Regions from separate parts of the Mus musculus genome. Here region 1 is linked to region 2. Evidence: chromatin contacts called from public Hi-C data. All regions are on one chromosome and are shown on one strand. Each heading gives the region's core, a stretch centred on a gene start, on an enhancer-like site or on the middle of the called end of the contact. The rest is flanking DNA. Distances are from core to core; before and after follow the strand shown.

Evidence for each region. A called contact is a pair of places that touch in the nucleus more often than the background predicts.
Region 1: a contact with region 2 is called in a Hi-C map of B cells, with 4 times the contacts expected there. The contact joins two enhancer-like sites. A contact is called at or near these places in 7 of 484 Hi-C or Micro-C datasets (B cells, the C10 cell line, the HL-1 cell line and 4 more), 1 of 115 datasets of contacts at active chromatin or transcription factors (bone marrow-derived dendritic cells) and 2 of 9 other capture datasets (adipose tissue and liver).

Annotation. Positions count from the first base shown.
Region 1 is chr16:57,394,158-57,400,886 of GRCm38.p6, forward strand. All of the region lies in intron 1 of Cmss1 (cms small ribosomal subunit 1), which reads right to left. The region is part of intron 1 of Filip1l (filamin A interacting protein 1-like); the gene reads left to right. Among named protein-coding and RNA genes, the nearest start is that of Filip1l, 44 kb to the left of the region's middle. Within about 2 kb of position 4,369, at least 44 of the 459 cell types and tissues checked have an H3K27ac peak or open chromatin away from gene starts, as enhancers often do. A contact at or near this core is called in B cells, where this site is marked.
Region 2 is chr16:57,187,877-57,194,928 of GRCm38.p6, forward strand. It overlaps Tbc1d23 (TBC1 domain family, member 23), which reads right to left. Exons shown (of 19, transcript NM_001358433.1): 9 at 4,733-4,855; 10 at 3,598-3,690; 11 at 1,386-1,556. Among named protein-coding and RNA genes, the nearest start is that of Gm16892, 24 kb to the left of the region's middle. Within about 2 kb of position 1,780, at least 93 of the 459 cell types and tissues checked have an H3K27ac peak or open chromatin away from gene starts, as enhancers often do. A contact at or near this core is called in B cells, where this site is marked.

The sequences.
Region 1 (6,729 bases), core at 3,119-5,618, 210 kb after region 2:
TTTGTGTGTGTGTGTGTGTGTGTGAGTGTGTGCATTCCACAGAAGGTGTGTGGAGATCAGAGATGACCTGTTCTCTCCATTTAGTTATGTGGGCTCAGGTAGCAAACTCAGATCAGCAGGCTTGGTGGTGAGCGCCTTTACCTGCTGAGCCTAGTTTTGATTTTGAGACTCTCAAAGTGTCTCTCACAGTTAGTTGGCCAAAAGGCCTTGATGTCTTCCTGCTTGGTCTCCTGAATAGTTTGGATTACAGGCCTGCAACTCCAGGCCCAACAGTTCTCTTTTATTCTATGGAAGGGTTCTTCTTGATTAATTAATTAATTAATTAATTATTAATTAACATTATTCCCCCCTCTTCCCAGTACTTCCTCCTCCACCTTACCTCCTCCCATAATCCACTTTCTCTTCCGAAAAGGGGAGGCCTCTATTGTATGGAAGGGTTCTTAGTAAGTAGTAGGCAGATACATGGAACATGAAAATTTCCAAGTTTCAAACATATATATATATTAATTATACTTTGGCTCTGATGTGGCTGAAGACATAGAAATTAAACGAACCTAAGACCCTTTTGGAAGTGCTATTCAGGCATGTGCGAGTGCTCACACATTCTGGCTCAGTTTTCAATTGTAAGTTACAAGAAGCAGGCTAGGGTTGTTATGGTTTGAAACCAAGAATGTATCCTGAAAGCTGATGTGTTAAGGAAATGGTTGCCAACTGAGCAGATTTTGGAGAGGTGACTGGGTTATTAAGGGTATAATTCCATCCATCAGTGAACCATTGATCAATTCATGAATGAACTACTGCCAGGTGGCCCGCTTGGTGAATGTTGGTTACCGGAATATGCTATTTCTGTGATCCCTAGCTGCCAAGGCAGCTCTGATCTGCCACATGCCTTCTACCGTGATGTGCTGCCTCACACAGGTCTGAAAGCAACGGAGCCAGCTGCCCGTGGCCAGAGACCTCTGAAACCAGGAGTCAAAATAGACATTTCCTCCCTTAGCTAGGTTTTCTTAAGTAGTGGCAACGGAGATGAAAACGGTGACTCGGCAAGATGATTTCTCCAATCAAACGGCCATAGGTCTCTCGGCCTTTGATAAGGATTGAAAATAAGGGCGCATTATTACAGGAGGCCAGTGACAAAAGTTCTTCCCATCCTGCTTTTCCTGTGTTTTAGCTCAGCTATGCTATCCCATTTCAGAAAGCAAGAAACAGTTCTCGCTTATTGCAAAGAAGACTGTATTATCTGGAGGTAGAATGTGGCAGTATTGGTAGCTGAGATCTGGAACTGGATGCCAGAGAACGGTGAAACAGCTTTAAAAACACTGTAAGGCAAGCCCTGCTGATGTGTTAAGTCAATGCAATCTGTCACATGAGGAGACCAGAAGCCAGTGAGTTAGGACCAAAGGCAACTAACTCCCTCCTAAGCTCCCAGGGCCGAAGTCAAGCACACCCCTGTATCGAGGAATTCACAGAGACAACCAGGCCAGGTGGTCACTGAGAAACGTCTGTCTGTGTCAGACCGAGTCCCTAATGCACTTAATCCAAAGGCCTGGAGAAGTGGGGTGACAGAGGTAGGCTCGAAGTTGTACTTTAGCTGAGAATTTGGTGCCTAATTCTAAAGTATGATCCATACATTATGAGGGTCACACATCCAGCCTGCACATCTGGATTAGCATCGAAGGATGGAAAGGTAACACCGAGCTCACTCGCCTGATAGGGACAGATGACCCTGTGAAGCTCTGCAGGGAAGAGGCGTTTACGTTCATTGTTAGTGTATGGTTCAGGATGTTAGATCACAACAATTTAATCATCACATCTGGCAAAGCTTTGCTGAGGACACCAACTAAAGGGTCATGGTTCACACGTGGGAAATAATGCAGTCGGGTGCCCCTTGCCTCTGAATCCTTTGGAAGTCTCATCACTTCTCCAGGGTGTAAGCTGTCCGAGAGGTTTCGACCAAGGAGGAAGCTAAGAACCAGAGGCAGGTGAGGGGAAGACACCAAGTGAGAAGAACAACATGACAGTGGAAATAAGTGGGGGGCACTGGACAAGAACCACTTGAGAGAAATAGCTTGGGTTAGGGACGGTACTTTTGGAATTCAGTAAAATGAAGGTTTAAACATGGACTAAAAAGATCTGTCAGGAGTCTGGTTTCCATCCTGGACTCTAGAACATTAAAGCTGGCCTGGTCTCCGACTAGACATTAGTATGGAAACCTCATGCTTTAGCTTTCCCGAACTTCCTCTATTCTTTCTTTCTGGTATGTTTTAGTGAATGGTCAGGAACCCCGGTAGGCTTGCAGCGAGGACCTAGTACCCCCACTTCCTCTTTCTCTTAGGGAGGGACCCATCTTCGGCAGGAGGCAGAGGCTCCAAGGAACTGATGGTTGCCCAGGCAACTCTCCTACAGGAAACAGGAGGTCAAGGTCCCTGTCCCTCACTCTCTTCTGCACCTACATTGTCACGCCCAGCTAGCTGGAGAAAAGCAAATCCTTTACAGATGGAGAAAGAGAAAGTCAGGATGAAACAGTGCGTTTTTCTTCTATTTCTCCGGTACAAGTTGATAGTAACATGTTTGAAACAGGAGAAAAGCCCAAAACTGGAAGTTTGGAGATACAGGTCCATGTAAGTAAAAAAGCACGCTCTTTTATAAAACCATAAAAGAAGAGGTGGCTGAGGCCTGTGAGCTCAGTAGATCAGAAACAGTTCAAGGGCATCCTTGGCCACATCGTGAACTGGAGGCCAGTCTGGGCTGTGAGAGATCTTGTCTCAGAAAAGCAAAATAAAAACAACAAAACATCACCATTCACAGTAAGAAGCCCTCAAGCAAGCCTTTTCTCTTACAGAAAGAACTCCAACTAAAAGCAAAAGAAACAGGAGCAAAAGATGGGATCATACAGGAGTCTAAAAAGGAAACATCACACACAGACAAAACCCCGAGATGAAGCTTCCACTCACGCGCAGTGATTGATGGTGCTGAGGCGGAAGTCACTGCCTTAAGCTAACATGTGAGCTTACTCTGTGGTGAATGAGGCAGAGGCTGTGGAGAAGAGAGAGGCCATGGGACTTGAACTCTCGTCCTAAGGAGGAGCAGAGTATGCCAACCCAGCACTGGCATGACAAAGAGCACACCCAAGGAGAAGAGTCTGATGTTTCAGACTACTACTGATGTTTCTCGTAGCTTTATTCTATATTCTTCACACTTTTTTAGTCTTATGGTGATGAAGATTCCCCAAAATTTGCAAGAGGAAAAAACCCGAGCCCCTTCCTCCCCAAATCAAATCCCAGTTATTACTCCGCAGGCAAAGGTCAATGATTCTCACATTAATGAGATTCAGGATCATGCTTGGCTATAACAACGGTGAGCCCAGAGTATTTAGGACAAGCCGTTTGGTAATAATTACCTCAGTCTCTTATTCTGACCTTATTATGGTCAAGTGTGTATCCGTAACCAACTGAAGCTAATTTTAATGCGTGGGTTTTCTATTTGAGGATAGAGAGTTAAGAAGGATGCTAATTGAGAAGGGGGAGGGAGAGAGTGAGGAGCAAGAGCAGGAGAGCATGCTCACTCACACTCGCAGGGTCGAGCAGGTACAAACTGCCCTATGAGTTTGTCAGAAAGAGCTGGATAGCCTTGTGTCTTCCCTCTAGTCCAGCGTGGTTGTTTCTGCTCTCTTAGAGCGAATTTCTGATTATACCCTCACAAATGGACTAGCTCTCTACTCTGCGCCCCCACCCCAAATTGTGAAATTTCTGGCAGAAATGAGATCTGTCAAAACAGGTTCGACGTATTTTTATTGGTTCCCCCAGACCATGACGACATTCCCTGAGAGGCTGTGCCAGGAAACTATTAAGGGCCGTGAAGCAGCAGTGAAAGTTCTTAGGAGTACAAGCTTGTCTGGTACCCCAGGAGGCAGTGCAAGCAGCCACCAGCCTGTTGGCTGGGCCACTGTCTCAACTGTGCGCATGTCACCACACACACACACAGACACAGACACACACACACACACACACACACACACACAACTGTGTGCATGTCAACACACACACACACAGACACACACACACACATACACACACACACACACACACACACACACACACACACACACACTCTTAGAGAACAGTAGACTGTCTTTCTAAAAAGAAACATTTGGGACACAATGGGCAATTCCCTTCCTGCCTTCTAATCCCCTGCTTGCCCAGAGTAGAATAGGCAGCAAATGGCTGAGGTAAGAGCGTTGCACAAATAAGATAATTCATTCAAGCAGTTAATAGGTCCGTTCTCAAGCAGGGAGGCTAACCAGACCTACACCTGGATCGTGAGAACGGTGGCTTTCTCCCCAGATGGAAGAAAGGCTCCATTCTAAAGCCAGGTGCAGAAATGCAGCTGCACTCTTGTAAAGGACACCACTGAGTCTGCTGGTGCTGAGAGCACTCTGTTAATGGCTATGCGAGTGCCTAACGCTGCCAGTCTTAACCGAAGCAGCAGCCTTACAGAAGATAAGAAACTAAACGGAAACAAAGTGTGGAGGTACTGGACTGTTGTGGAGATTTCCAAGTTTGTCAACTGATACCTGGTGACAGTCATGTAGATACTTGGTAAAGTTAGGACTGGATCACAAGCTGGTCCCTGATCTATCAGATCCGTCTGTTTTATAGCGCCACCTGCTGGATGAGGGTGAGAACAAGCTGAACTTTTCTTGGACTGATAACCTATGGATTAAAAAAACACAATGTTTTTTATATTACTAATTCATGGAATTCTGATAGTCTTCTCTGTGCTGGAGTGCTTGCACAAAAGGTCACGGTCAGGTTTATCTTCGCTGTTGTTCTAGCCTCCCACCGTCTTGTCATGAGCACCTCCTTTAGGATAGCTACATGAGTGCCCTGCAGCCGTGCACATGACGTGTCCCTCTCACGCTGAATACTTAACTGTCCTTTTCCATACCTGGGTCATCTGAATTATGTCCTGTAAAAGATAATTGTCTGTAAGACGCCCAAAAATATTCCTTTAAGAAGAAGATAATTCTATTCTATTCTCATAACGAACCCTCCTCAGGAAAACATTAATTACTCAGCCCCAACACGGTCAACTGCCAGAGAGTACTACGTTCCTTCCCTAGAAAGTGAAGAAGAGAAAAAAATAATCTATGTTCAAAGCAATTTTGGCTTAACCTTTAACATAATACATAAGTTTTTCGACTTTGAGAGAAAAAGCTTTGAGTCCAAAATATCCCATCAGACCCTCACAGCTGATGCACTGCAAGCCAGAACTGTGTGGGTAGCTGCTGACATTAACTGAGTTTGTGAGCTCAACAGACAAAGATCCAGAGTCAATGGAGGATGTGATGGCTTGAATGATAAATGGTTCCCATAGTTTGGGGCATCTGACTACCTGGCCCCCAGATGTTGGTGTTTTTTCTGGAAGGTTTAGGAGGTGTGGCCTTGTGGGGAAAGTATATCCCTGGGCGCAGGCCTTGGACTGAAAGGCGATCGCTGTTTCCTCTGCCCCTTCCATGCTTTGTGTCTGTGCACTGAAGATGGGAGCCCGCAGCCTCCTTCTCTGGTTGCTGTGGTATACCTGCCGCTTGCTGCCACGCCTCCTCACCACAATGCCCTCGTCTCTCTGGAACTGCAAGCGCAGATACACTCTCTCTTCCTTAAGCTGCCTTTGGTCACCGTGCTTTGTACAGCGACAGAAAAGTGACAAGCCAGTGACAACTTGTAGATGTGCTGAGAAGGGACAGGAAGGGTGTGTGTGTGTGTGTGTGTGTGTGTGTGTGTGTGTGTGTGTGGTGATGGCACAGTTTATTCTGTTTGAAGTAGGACCCCCTATTTTGGGTCAAATTGTGAACACAGGAGTTTTTCCCATTTCATAGATGAGATCTGGAAACACAGGCAGACTCTGGCTGCACGGCTCCCATATTCTGTGTGACTTTCTCAGTAGTCCGGTGAGGGGGAGTTAGACTCCACGCTTGCTCTTCCGTGCAAAAGTGCACCTGAGCAAGTCTATTTGGGACACGTATTTTTCATGTGTTTTTCTGAAGAAAGAAAACAGTCTCTTGAAGCAGACTCTCCTTGGAGTAAATAAGATAACGGTCTATGAAGGTAGTCATAAAGTAACCTGGCCAGTGTACCCCAGGACTTCAGAATTCCAACTGGACCCCGGGTGGCTAACAGGCAGCTTCACATGTTTCTTGCTTTAATCACCACTACCCACGACATTACCAAAACATTTATTTAGTCTGTTTTTAATCTCACCACATGGCAAATGACTGCCCACATAAACAAAACACTTTAGTGCTCTATGAATTCTTTGCGACTGAGACCCCTGGAGGGAAAGAAATGTGTAATGGCTACCTGAAGCACACTGAGTTTTCTACAAGTGAGTGATTGACTCTCATTCAAAAAGGGAGAAGGAGAAGTAAAATTCTCCAAAAGAGCAGTGGAAGGGCATTTTGGGTATTATACACACACCACAGAAAATCAAGGGAGCCCTGCCAGCTCCTAACTAACTATGAGAAGCACGAGATAGAAGTCAGCTGTGGAGACATAGGCAAGGGAAAGAGACAAGGATTTCTTTGAGAGGAAAAGCCATGTAAGCTCCCCACACTGTGCATGGTGGAGGTTGTAGTATGCCTTAGAATCATCCAGAGGACTTCTGAGTAGTGGTTTTCAAGCTATAGGGGCAAAACGTCAGCAGTTTACTAGAACACTGATGGCTAGCTCG
Region 2 (7,052 bases), core at 530-3,029:
TGTGGTGTGATTATATGCTGGTACAACCACTCTGGAAATCAGTTTGGCAGTTCCTCAGAAAATTGGACATAGTACTACATGAGGACCCACTAATACTATTCCTGGGCATATAGCCAGAAGATGCTCCAACATGTAATAAGGACACATGCTCCACTATGTTCATCGCAGCCTTATTTATAACAACCAGGAGCTGGAAAGAATCCAGATGTCCCTCAACAGAGGAATGGATACAGAAAATGTGACACATTTTTATACAATGGAGTACTACTCAGCAATTAAAAACAATGAATTTATAAAATTCTTAGGTGAGAACTAGAAAATATCATCTTGAGTGAGGTAACCCAATCTCAAAAGAACACACATGGAATGCACTCACTGATAAGTGGATATTAGCCCAGAAGCTCAGAATACCCAAGATACAATTCACAAACCACATGAAACTCAAGAAGAAGGAAGACCAAAGTGTGGATACTTTGATCCTTCTGAGAAGGAGGAACAAATTACCCATGGCAGGAGTTATAGAAACAAAGTGTGGAGCAGAGACTGAAAGAATGACCATCCAGAGACTGCCCCACCTGGGGATCCATTCATATACAATCACCAAACCCAGACACTATTGTAGATGCCAACAAGAGCCTGCTGACAGGAGCCTGATATAGCTGTCTCCTGAGAGGCTCCACCAGTACCTGACAAATACAGAAGTGGATGCTTGCAGCCAACCACTGGACTGAGCACAGGGTCCCCAGTGAAGGAGCTAGAGAAAGGACCCAAGGCGTTGAAGGGGTTTGCAGCCCCATAGGAGGATCATCAATATGAACTAACCAGTACCCACAGAGCTCCCTAGGACTAAACCACCAACCAAAGAAAACACATGGTAGGACTCGTGGCTCTAGCTGCATATGTAGCAGAGGATGGCCTAGTTGGTTATCGATGGGAGGAGAGGCCCTTGGTCTTGTGAAGGCTCTATGCCCCAGTGTAGGGGAATGCCAGGACCAGGAAGTAGGTGTGGGGGGGTTAGTGTGGGGGGGGCGGTGGAATAGGGGGTTTTCAGAGGGGAAACCAGAAAAGGGAATAATATTTGAAATGTAAATAAAGAAAGAATATAATAAAAAAAAGAAAACTCATCAACACAGTGATAAATGGCACAGTAATTTTCCTACCTCACTTCCTACATGAAAATAGATTCCATATGGTTTAAAACATAATTAAAATAGTATCATATGAGCATGTAAGAAAAATATTGAGAAAAAGATGTTAAGATATAAAATTGAGAAGCTTACAAAATATATGGATACATGGATATAAAAGTAAAAGAACACTAGCTGTGGATTTCTCCACGGTGTCAGCCACGAGCAAACAAGACGGACTAATCAACGTGAACATACCTGTAAGAAGTGTGCGAGGACCATGTTCATGTACATGTCTTCTTCCTCTCTGCCACTGCCCATAAAACAGAGGTGCTCCCCGCCTGCTATGGAGCCAGACTCAATGGACTGTTTCTGTGCTTCTAGCAAGGACTTTACTGACTGTGCAAACTCAGATGGATTCTGGAGCATCTAGATTATTTTAAAAAATTAGAAACTTGGCAAGCATGTATTTGTAAAACCGGAAACTACATCCATGCAAATTACCAACATTAAAAACCAAGCATTAAAGGGATGGAAAATGAAAAGGCATAAATAAGTAAAATTCCAGGGATATGTTTATGTATATATTGGAACAAAGGCTGAGACAAACACTCCTCAATCAGAAGGAAGAACTGTTTCACATGGACCACTGCCCAGCTACAGTAGTCCTGAGTCATGATGACACAGTTTAGTTCTGAACAGAGGAAATAACAAGGACAGATTCAAACAGTTCTGCTTTTCCGTTTCCTCTTACAAGGCAGTCCACGTATGTCTTAGAAGACATCAGAAACAGTAGAGACCATTTACTTACCATTTTCTTTAGGTATTGATAAAACAAAAATCAAAACCCATTCCTCACCTTCAATGAAGTAAGTATACCAAAAACTACAAAAACTCTAAGCTCTCATTACTAAAATCCCATACAGCAAAAAAATCCAGGAGAAAAACGGGCAGATCAGAGAGAAGAGCAATTTAATAGTTTTGAAGATTGTTATGTCTGAGTGGCTACATGAGGGATCAGAGCCTCTGGAACTGGAGTTAAAGGCTGCTATGAGCATCACGTGGGTGCTGAGAAACAAACTCAGGTTCTCTACAAGACCAGCGTGTGCGCCTAACCTCTCAGACAGCTCTCCACCCAAGGAAAAAGCAACTTCAAGAAGAGAGGAAAGGAGTTTTCTCCTTGCTTGCTTACCTCTATTTTCAGTCTATTCTAGAAAACAAACAAAAACCCATGACTGATAACGCCCAGGAATGCTGATGACACAGAGCATTACGGAGCCAGTACTGAGGTATAGGATCGTCAGGCTTTTTAAAGCCACATCCCCCAACCCAATTATTCTACTTTAAAGAGTCTCTTTACAGAGCTATTTGGAAAACGACACAAAATACGTGTAAAGTTTTCATCACCAGCTTCCTAACAAAACTGAGAGTAAACTAAGTATACATTCACCGAACAACAAACTATGATCGTTGCTGCACCATGGCCCTCTGTGAAACATTAAAGGGAACGTACTTAAAGGGAAAGGTCCCAAGAAACCACGAAGCAAAGGTAACGTGGCAAAGAAAGAGTATGTATTCAAGGTGAAGACTGAGCAAGCTGATGACAGCTGATTCAGCATATTCTCTGCAACGTTAACTGATGAAAAGGAAGGTACCCATGAATCATGAGAAAAAGCAGGGGCAGGCACAGCTCTCACTCAGAGGACACAGACAGGCTAGCAGGTCCTTTCTCACCCGATGTCCAAATTCTAAGTAGGACCTTCATTTTCTGTTAGTTTCCTCTCCATACCACCTAGCCTTCCGGCTCCAGGACCACTATCTCTAGACAAGATGAATGAGGAGGGAAGGCTGTGTATTCAGCTGGAGGGGAGGGGGTGGGGGAGGGGTGGGGGTGGAGGGCACCTCCCTATTCAGCTGTCCCCCACCTCTGAGGCTTTAACCTTAGAGAGGCTTACATGGCGCCAGTCTCCGTGCCTCAACAGCTCTAAGCGCCTCTTATGATCATATTTACTTTACTCATTCTACAATGGGAGTTACCCTAGGCTACGGTGACTTTAACAACTGAGCAATTATATGTCAGATACAACATTGCCTGCATATTAGTTATAAAAATACTCATAAACTTTAAAAATGTCTTATAGCAAAAACTTATAGGATTCTTATCCAATTATGCTAAGAGCTCCTATTTCTACAGTACTTACAAGGTGCAAGGCACAATGCTAAGTGATCTACCTGGGAGATAGCTCACAGCGAGTGTAGAATTTACTGACATAATAATGGGAGGAGCGTGAGCCACAGTTAACAGACGTCACTTTATGACAACTGCCCCTAGAAGAAAAGGGACCTCAAGCCCCTCCCACAGGGCAGCTGCCAGAAGACAGCACCCCATTGGGTCACGTAGATCTAGCTAGAAGCCAGAGGGAGATCCACCCCGTCTCTCCCAAAACATCCGACGTGCACATCGACTAACCAAGTCTGAGTCTAGGTGGAACGCGGTTGCCAAATGCCCAGCATTGTACTGCTCCGCAGGACGGCAGTCCACCACGAAGAACCGGACTCCTTCCTAAAAAGGCAACAACATGTGGCATTGTGGGATTAGACATGAAGTTCACACCATACAACCAGATAGTAAAAAAGAAACCAAAAAGGGGGTGGGGGGGGAGGGGGGGACAGGCTGTTTTTAAATGGATCTCACAGGGAATTAGGCGGACCCAATTTATATACACACAAAAAGGTAACCGTTAAGATGTAAATACATTTTTTCTTATGTATTAAGCTTGAAAGTCTCACTATGTAGCAAGAGTCTGGCAATCTGAACAAAAGCTCTATGTTAGAAATAGACACTTTATTTCCTTAAACTCAATGCTCGACAAACTGTAATTTTCAGGTCCACAGACTTACAGGCCATCCAAAGAACTGTTTCTCTTGTGTATGGAGGAGCCAGGCTCATATGTGCCCTCTTCTCTTTTGTTTTCTTTGTTTGTTTAAGACAGGGTTTCTCTGGGTAGCTTTGGCTGTCCTGGAACTTGATCTGTAGACCAGGCTGGCCTCGAACTCACAGAGATCTGCCTTTCAAGTGCTGGGACCAAAGGCATGCACCGCCACTGCCTAGCTACAACATATTTCCGTAATTTTCTATGAGTTTCTTTATGGCATTAAACCATGTGATTCAACAAGCTGTGTAGCTGTCCAGAATTAACTGTCAGAGGCTACATACACCCCCTTTAAGTTCTTCATACTATGTCATGTTCAGTTGCCTTACTGACATGTGAAGAAGGGGCAATTTGTAAAACTGGTGTCTAGAGAGACAAAAATGAACTGGTGACAATCAAAGTAGCACACAAGATGGATGTGAAAATGGCCACGTGGGCAGGAGATATAGCATACAAGCCCACAAAGGCGAGGTAATGGCAAATTAATTTCTCAGGAATCGATGACAGTGAGGGAATGTTCGTATTTATTCTTGGTGGCAGGTACGGAACCCAGGGCCTCAGGCATGCGAAGCATCTGTCTAACCTTGAGCTACAACTGCTCCAGTCCCTTCCGTTCAAAGGGCACAGTCCCCGAGTCCCCGAGTCCCCGACACATGGGACGGTTTTGCTTACCCCTTGCAGCTGATTAGCTTGAAGGATCTCTGATACTGAAACAGCCAGACACAGAGCCTGGCTCAGATCTGCCTCGTCGTCCTTGATCCCCAGCAGGGTGCTACCGAAGAGATGATGGTTATCCTACACAAAGAGAAAACTGTAAACATTACAAAGAAAAATCAAAGCGTTCTTCCGAAAAGTATTTTATTAGATATAATAAAATGTGAACTAACTGTCACTACCTGAGTTTAATTGACTTCTCTTAAAACTTAGTATCATATAATCTCAAACTGTATAGGATATATGTGTGTGTGTGTGTGTGTGTGTTACAGTCAAAGTCTGTCAGAATCCACACAAAACAACTAAAAAAAATAATTCTACACCATTCTATATCAATACCCACATTAAATATTAACTGTTGGAACTGAAAATGTCAGTAGTAGAATAAGCTTACACTGCGTCTGCGTAGTATATGGGTACACAACATTAATTGAGAAGGCATAGTAAGTGTCAGACTAGTAAGGCTATAATATATGGCAAGATCTCTCCCAGAAGAGGATATAAAGGCTGCGGGGCTTGACCTCTAGCACTGAGGAAGAGCACAATGATTAATGGGTCAAAGAAGAAATTAAAAAAGAAATGAAAACTTTCCTGGAACGAAATGAAAATGACAACACAGCCAAGCCTCTGGGACAGCGGGAAAGCAGTCCTACGGGGGAGCTTAGAGTTCTGACTTCCTTATAAAAAACCAAAGGAGCACAAAGAGATGACTTAATGATGATATTAAAAATCTGGAGTCAGGCAGTGGTAGCACACATCTTTAATCCCAGCCCTTGGAAGGCAGAGGCAGGTAGGCGGATCTCTGAGTTCCAGGCCAGCCTAGTCTATGAAGCAAATTCTAAGACAGCCAGGGCTATACAGAGAAACACTGTCTCAAAAAACAAACAAATAAACAAAAACCTGGAAAAACAAGAACAGACCAAATACAAACCAAATCCTTAGCAAAAATTATAAGAATCAGAGTAGAAACGAATAAAACAGAAACAGAAAACAATACAAAGAATCATCAAATCTAAGAGCGGGTTCCTTTTTTTTTTAATTAGATATTTTCTTTATTTACATATCAAATGCTATCCCCTTCCCTAGTTTCCTCTCCAAAAATCCCCTATATTCTCCCCTCCCTGCTCCCCAACCCACCCACTCCGACTTCCTGGCCCTGGCAGTCCCCTATTACTGGGACCTAGAATCTTCACAAGACCAAGGGCCACTCCTCCCACTGATGGCCAACTAGGCCATCCTAAGAGCAGGTTCTTTAAGAAGATAAAAAAGATAGACAGATCCTTGAGCCAATTAACCAAAACTTTTGTACTCAAAGCACTAGCAGGGGTAATAAGGTAAGAGAAAGGAATTAAAGGGATACAAGTAGGGAAAGAAGTCAAACCGGCCCTCTTTCCAGAGGACATACAAAACTCTACTAGAAAACTTCTAAAAATGATCAATCCAACAACATGGAAGGATACAGAATCAACCTGCTAGTGATTTCTCATTAGTTTTTTCTATGTATCAACACCAAATGCGGGAAGAACAGAGGTTGTCATGTTCCCAGATAAGCACTACAGGAACCAGGAATGTTAAAAACCCAGACTGTCTCTTCATAGTGAGAGCTGCTTTAGTGGACACAGTTAATAGTCTGGTGACCTTTGTGCTATCTGTGTGGCCACGACCACACTGGATCCTTCCCTGGGCCCTTATAATCAGTTTGTCAATCTATGGGACCTATCTTTATAGAAGGTGTCACATATAATCTATCTATAGGGGTCATCTTTACTGAAAGTATCACATGTAATTTATAAACAATTTCAATGTAGTCATGTCTTAAGGTTGACTGTGCACACAGCATTCAATTATCTATCACCAAGGAATATTGTGTTGTGTTTAACTATGTGTAAAATAAACTACTCAAGTCAGACTCCCAAAGTATGAATCTACACCAGCTACTGAGTAGTGTTTAACTAAGCTACCATCTTGCCTTCCACAGATCATTACTCTGTGGGGATGTCTGTTCACAGAGACCCCCATGAACACGCAAACAAAGGAGGAGATCACGGACACACTTCCCCTGACAACAGCATCAAGAAAATAAAATATCTCGGAATAAACCTAACCAAGGAAACGAAAACCTCAGGAAACTTTAAACCTGTGAAGAAAAAGATAAAAAGACACTAGAAGATGGAGAGGCTCCCATGTTCAGGCTTGGGTATAAATATTATGATAGTGACCATTCTGCCAAAAGCTATTTACAGATTTAACACAATCCCAATCAAAATCCCCATTTCAT